Regions from separate parts of the Triticum aestivum genome. Here region 2 is linked to region 1. A link is a contact called in public Hi-C data. All regions are on one chromosome and are shown on one strand. Each heading gives the region's core, a stretch centred on a gene start, on an enhancer-like site or on the middle of the called end of the contact. The rest is flanking DNA. Distances are from core to core; before and after follow the strand shown.

What was found. A called contact is a pair of places that touch in the nucleus more often than the background predicts.
Region 2: a contact with region 1 is called in a Hi-C map of leaf, with 4 times the contacts expected there. The contact joins the promoter of LOC123150876 here to the enhancer-like site in region 1. A contact is called at or near these places in 2 of 5 Hi-C or Micro-C datasets (both in leaf).

The regions. Positions count from the first base shown.
Region 1 is chr7A:213,395,868-213,399,446 of IWGSC CS RefSeq v2.1, forward strand. No RefSeq gene overlaps it. Among protein-coding and RNA genes, the nearest start is that of LOC123150114, 210 kb to the left of the region's middle. Within about 2 kb of position 1,579, at least 2 of the 8 cell types and tissues checked have an H3K27ac peak or open chromatin away from gene starts, as enhancers often do. A contact at or near this core is called in leaf, where this site is marked.
Region 2 is chr7A:213,645,737-213,649,315 of IWGSC CS RefSeq v2.1, forward strand. It overlaps LOC123150876 (alpha-1,3-arabinosyltransferase XAT3), which reads left to right and starts at 1,580. Exons shown (of 3, transcript XM_044570692.1): 1 at 1,580-1,978; 2 at 2,118-2,222; 3 at 2,565-3,579. The coding sequence starts at 1,858.

The DNA of each region.
Region 1 (3,579 bases), core at 329-2,828:
ACCGGGCTGACCAGCAGTCCCATATCCAGCCCAAATCTAAGACAGATGCGGGGACGCCCGGACACGCCCGCCACGTTGTACTGGCTGCTAAGGCCCGCGTGAATTCTTCCATATTCATCCCCCCACTTGCCAGTCAAGGTCACCCTCACCGGGCACCGTCGTCGGACTTGAAATAAAGTAGGGCCATCAGTGTACCCTTTGAGAAGGGTATGAACTGTCAGTTTGAATCTTCGTTTGAATCCGGCCTCTAAATGGATGAACTCCTTTCGGATTCGGATAAAAAAGTCAAAAATGATTTCACTTGAAAAAAAGTAGGGCTATCAATGCTTGCTTTGTGAGGGATATGAACTGTTACTATGAACATAGAAGATTTATAATAACATTTTATATCCTTGACAAAGAGTGCATTGATGACCGAAGCTAATCGCTTTTGATTGACGCGGCTATTTAAGCTGGATGTGTCTTCCTCATGCGGCGAGGTGGGTCTAAACTCCAACCCCGTCAGCCCAACACGGATGTTACATTTACACTAAAAATCTTAAGTACAAATATATTTTTTGGTGTTTACCAACTCTGCCAGCCTAACACGGACTAACCCTCCAAAATGATTAGCGTGCATGTATTTGAATGTATTTGATGTTTTGAATGTAGAATTTATGGTTGGACATGGCAAAAATTAAGTCACATCTAGTCATTGTCCGCAGGCGCGTCCGTGGATGTATGTGGACCCGGATTACACAATTGCTCTAAGCTGCGAAACATGGATTTAGACGACATGAATCTGTCCGCATTTGAGTGTACCGTACTTGTCTTATATTTGTCCTCATGCAGATAAAACAAATAATTTAGGAAGGAGGGAGTACTATTAAACTTGATGACTCGTGGGAGCATAAGCAAGCATCAATCCAGGGACTGGATATTACTCCTGGTGTCAAAAATGATCTTATATTATGAGACAGAGGGAGTACAATATGACATTCTTTTTTGTAAATAAGAAGGTGGCTCAGTGCCAACCTTATATTTCAAAACAAGCTGAAGCCTGAGAACTTTCTTGCTCAATGGCTCATGTTGATTGGCTCTTTGTTAGATTCTGCATCGACACTAAGTTTTCGTTCATAACGGTAATGTCAGTCATTATGCTTTATCTGTCTTGCCCTGATGTAAACTTATTTTTGTTTTCCTATTTTTTATGTGCATTTACAACTTATGCAGATAAATTATCTGACCAAAAATCATTTTACTTTATGCACTTGAGGCATCTGGTACTGGATTTCCATATCGACGAAGAACCATTGGAGGTTTGTTCCACGGCAATGCAGAAGACACACGAAGGTTCCGTATTCAGGACACGCAAAACAATCAGTGGAACCACGTATGAGAACGCATGACCATAAAGAGGCCACCAGTTAATGATCAACTAACTGAAAGCGACCTCGTGCAATCTCGCTACGCGTCGCAGGTCAGATGAGGCAACAGCTCCTGGAGTCTGTTGTCTGTAGTCGGGCAATATCATACACACTGAAGCCCTTCTCTGTTTCAGAGAACCGCCGAGGCTCCGACCGACAGAACTACGTGAAGTGCGTCGCTCCGAGTCTACAACAGCTCCGGTAAACTCGTGTCGCCATCAGCTCTCATGGAACCCAGCAGTGCACGGAAGGGCCGGCCGACTGAGCGCCGGACGTCGCCGTCTGAAAACCAGCCGGTCCATCCAAAGGTCTTACGGCCAGTGCATTTTAATTTTTTTCTGAAAGTTTTACGAGTTGGGACTGGTTCGTAGGAACTAGTACTTCACCTGCATGCTCCGTGTAATTTATCCGAGCTCCAGAACCAGAAGTGCCGAAGCAGACGCAGCCTTCAGTCGCCTAACGACCGAAGCTAACATTCCACCAAACTCTGCCAACATGCGGGAAACGTCCAAACCGTCCCTTTCCTGCACAGATCTTTAAGTTTGGAGGACCAAGATCTTTCGAATGGTATTTTTCGAATGGAATTTACGGCACGCCGACGGCATATACTGATGTGGACGTAACTCAACTAAGTATGATGAATTGTCTCCGTCGCGTGGTTGCCATGCATTTGACACTATTAGATAATTTCTCATGCATTTAGGAGACTAGTAAAATGCACGCGTGCAATGTACATAATTTTTACACAAGACCATTATTTTACTTGAAATCTATTTTATATTAGATCAATATAAACCCTTGGATATCTTTGTCAAAAAAAAAACTTGCATACAACCAGATGTGAGGTACCTGAACTCACGGATACAAAAGCAACTCTAAACAAAGGGGATATCACAAGGAAACTCCTTCCAAACAGTCGGATGTAAACATCCGTGTCGCCAGCGGCCTCGTCTGCCAACCACGTGTCCAGCTGGAGGGGCCACTGTTTGCGTCCTTTTTCCTGTGCACACGCCGCGAAGCCAACTTGCCGGGGACGAGGATCCTCTGCCGTTCGGCAGGGTGCCGTTCGACCACTGACTGATGGACCCATCGGAAAACAGGCCCACATGGCAGCGCCACAACGGCAGGAGCCGCACGTCAGGGGAGCCGCCCGCTCGGTCCGTGTTGCACTCTCGCGTGCGTTTCTTCTCCTGGCTATGCCTACTGCTGCTGCTTCCACTGACACTGACTTGTTCTGGCGAGATCCGACTTGTTATTTCTAGTACTACTACCAGCTAGTCGATATAATACTCAACAAAAACTGCTGCTTTTTTAACTCACAAGATACTGTACTAGTAATAGCAGTGTAATTAACAACAGTAAGAGCAAGCACAACGCGGTGACCCAAATGGACTGACATTTTGTTTGCTTTTTGTCTGTTTGCATCGGCAAAGTGGATAGGCGTGTCCGTTTTTGATTTGAGTTGGTCGGTGTGTTCAATGTGTGACAAACCCATATTTTCCCGCATAAATTCTTTTGTCAAAAGCACGCGGCGGAAATAAATATAATTAAACATAAATAGCCAGTCAGTCGCTAGCCAAAGTCCATTTAAACACTAATTAAACGTTAAAAAGCCCACACCTACACGCTACCCTAGGCCTCGCCGTTGCCCTTGCCCTTGTCGGCGCCGGTGAGGTCAATGAAGGTGGGCGGCGGCCCAGCCCACCCGAACGGACTCTGCCACGCCGTCAAGGCAGCCTCCTCCGTCGTTTGTTGCGGCGCGGCGGGCGCGCTCCTTCTCCTCCTCCTCCTCGCGCACCCACAACATCTGCTGCTCGCCGTCGGCCTGCTCCTTCGCGAGCCAGTGCTCGTTCTAGCGCTCCAGGTGGGCCGCCTCCTCCTCCGGCGTCGCGACATGGTGGACGGGAGGCACGCTAACCCACTCGCGGAGCCCGTCGATCCATGTGTAAGACTCCTCGGGCCAAGCGGGTGACGGCAGCGACCGGTTGTGCGTGGGCGTGGGCTCAAGGACAGGTGGCGAGGAGAGGGGGAGGCGTAGATGGGGACACAAGGCTGCGAGCATGATGCCAGTGATGCTCCAAATCCTAGATGCCACAAGTCATAATGTCATGCTACAACACCAGCATCACCATTGCAACAAGTCAGGCACGACACCAGAAGGTGTAGTCGTTAC
Region 2 (3,579 bases), core at 330-2,829, 250 kb after region 1:
CATGCTAGGGGCATGTGACAGATGAACGGACCGCGTATTCGAAATCGTTGGATTTTTCTGAGCAACTTTCACATAGAAAACATTTTCATCCGAGTTGCGGTTTATTTTATATGAATTTTCAAAGTTTTAAACAATATTTTGAAATTATTACTAATTCAAAAATAAAGGTTAAGATGCTATGTGCACCCAGCACTGTGTACACAAAGGTGTACCCAGTGGCCGACAGGTGGGCCAGGGGGTCCCAGTTGACCAGTCAACGTTGACCTGTCAACAGGGGGTGGGCTCCTCCTGTCATTCTCTGTTAGTTAATTAACAGTAGTTAATTAGGTTAATTAATCATTACATTAATTAATCTTAGTTAGTTAATTTAATCAGAATTAATTAAGTTAATTAATTAATTATTTTTATTATTTATTATTTTATTTTATTTTTATTATTATTATAGCTCGGCCACCGTCCACCACAGATTAATTAACAGTAGCCACCGTCCACCACCGGGGAGGAAAGATCGGCAGCAGCTTCAGGCACCACCACTATCGATTTAAGCCGCTGCCTGCCTGAAATGGGAAAGCCCTCCGGATCTATAGCTCGAGGGGATGGGGCGCAGCCAGATCCCTTGCCCCGAAGCAGGATTCGAGGCGCAACACGCGGATCCCGGACGGGGGGGGGGGGGGGGGGCTCAGGCTTGGCATTGAATCTGGCACCATGGACGAACTGCTGGGGAAAGGGGAGGGCGCGTGGGGACTGCCGCAAGCGCTGGATCTGGGGAAGCGCGGCGGGCCCATGGCGGGTGGGAGGGGGTGGCGGCCGGAGCCCGGAGTGGGCAGCGACCGGGCTGGTGGCCAGCGGCACGAGGAGAGAGTGTGGGCTAGGAGAGAACCTTGCAGAAAAGGAATCTCAGTGATGCATTTAAGTGAGCGTGACAGTGGTGTGAATGTCCGCAAGCCCCTAGTTTGTCTCATGTTTACGAGAGAAACTGCGTCCGGATCGCTCGGCGGACGGTTACATGCCCATATTGGATGACACAACACTTTGAGACCGCACGGTCCGAACATATGCGGGCTGTTTAAGTGTTGGTGTTGGAGATGTCTTTACTGGTGATCTGCTGGGTACTACTACCTCTGTATTAATAAAATATAAAACGTTTTATAGTAGGCTAAAACTAGCCTTAGAAAACGTATGCGAAGGGAGTATGAAATACTACGATGTACAAGGACTCGGAGTTCTGTGTCTAACACGAATTCTGCCGTTGAGTGGGACCAAAGAGCATGCATGTACCCCTACAGTACTCCCGCTGCCCGCTGCAAGGCCCATCCCAATCAGTGATCTCCTACTACTAGCACTGACACCGCACCGACACTCAGATCACAAATGTCTCGCCATAGAGTCTAGTCTAGCGTGTCTCGAGAATTAACAGATTACTGGTACAGTGGTGACAACAAAATTATCACCAAAAGACAATCTCTAATTAAAGCAAGTTAGGGTAACTAAAAACTGTGTCTGAAGCAGCGGCTGCTATTTTACGGCGCCCTGAAAAGTCGTGCTCGGTAGTACCAGTGGCGCACAGGCAGACACACACCGACCGACCACAGCACTCCCAAACAAAACACTACTATTCCCAAACAAATGAGCAGCTGCGCCTTTGCTGCTTTTGCTCTGCTCCTCCGTCCACTCCCCCCCTTTCTCCCCCCTCCACCGGGCTCGCTGCCGGTGGCCGCCGCTTCCGCCGCCCGCTTTACCCCCCGCTGATTTACACATCAGCTGCTCGGCTCGAGCTCCGTAGCAAGACTCTGGAGGTCCCAGCGCCTCACATCACCCGTGCAGCCGGACAAAGAACTACTCCTACTCCCGGAGGAGATGAAGTCCCGGAGCTCCGCGAGGGGCGAGCCGAGGAGGTTCGGGAATGTGGCTCTCCTGGCCCTCATGCTCTGCTCCCTCGTCGCGCTCTCGCTCATCCGGGCCAGGTTCTCCCCAATCGGTAACGCCATCGCCTGCTCTTTTTTGCTCTTTCTTCTTTTGTTCCTGGCTATGCAGAGGCATGGCCAGTGGTGGGAGCAAATCTGAGGGCGTCAGAGCTGCCGTTTGACCGCTCTCATGGTGCCGCTGCGTTTCTGCAGGTAATACGGCCGTTGCGGAGACCATCAAAGTGGAGGATCCGAAGCCCGTGGTGGTGAGCAAGCCGGCTGCCACGGCGGAGGCCGACGAGGCCGCCGCAGTAGCCGGTAAGCTAACTTATCCGCCTTCGTACACGGCGTGTCTATCGTCTAGAAAGATTAGTGAGTGGATTGGAAGCCGCTCGCTTTATGCAGCGGGTGGTTGGGTGTCTAGATCTGCTTGGCATTTCTTTACCGGCAGGTTTCTTTTGGTAATATCTTTTGCTGAGATTCAGCCTCAAATCAGACAAGGAGAGGAGAGGAGAGGAGAAGCAATGGAACCATCCACGGATTTAGCAGCAGCTCGTCCTAAACTATCCCTGCTATACACTGAAGATTTTTGTTCCAAATAATTCGGTGAAGAGTGTGGTGGCATCAGATCTCACCAGGAACTGGATTTTCTTCTTGCAGTGGAGGAAGACAAGGAGGAGGAAGCTCAGCCCAAGGATGAGGAAATTCAGCCCAAGACCGAGCAGGCCTTAGACGCCGCGGTGGCCGTTGATGCCAGCAAGCCGATGTGCTACGAGACGAGCCGGCGCTCCGACACCTGCGAGGCGGCCGGCGACGTGCGCCTGCTGGGGAGAAGCCAGACCATCTACGTCGACACGCTGGAGCGGGAGTGGAAGACCAGGCCCTACTGCCGGAAGCACGACACGTACGCGCTGTCCCACGTCAAGGAGTGGTCCCTGAAGCCGTTCCCCTCCGGCGACGGCGCGGCGCCCAAGTGCACGTCCAACAGCTCGGCCACCGCCTTCGTGATCTCGACGGGCGGGTTCACCGGCAACCCCTTCCACGACTACACGGACGTGCTCATCCCGGCCTTCATCACGGCCCACCGCTTCGCCGGCGAGGTCCAGTTCCTGGTGAGCAGCTACAAGTCGTGGTGGATAAGCAGGTACATCCAGATCTTCCAGCAGATGAGCCGGTACGAGGTGGTGGACATCGACGCGGACGACGAGGTCCGGTGCTACCCGAGCGCCGTGGTCGGGCCGACGTTCCACAAGGAGCTGGGCGTGGATCCCTCCAAGGCGCCTTCGGGCGTCTCGGTGGCGGACTTCCGCAAGATGCTGCGCAGCGCGTTCGGGCTGGAGCGCGCCACGGCGACGCCGAGCGGCGACCGGTGGGACATCCGCCGCCGGCCCCGGCTGCTGATCATCTCCCGGCGCACCTCACGCGGGCGGGCCTTCATGAACGAGCGCGCCATGGCGGACATGGCGGGGAGCCTCGGGTTCGACGTCCGCATCGGGGACCCGGACACGACCTCCGACACGTCCAAGTTCGCGCGGCTGGTGAACTCGTGCGACGTGATGGTGGGCGTGCACGGCGCCGGGCTGACGAACATGGTGTTCCTGCCGGCCGGCGCCGTGCTGGTGCAGGTGGTGCCGTACGGGCGGCTGGAGTGGCTGGCCCGCAACACGTTCGCGGA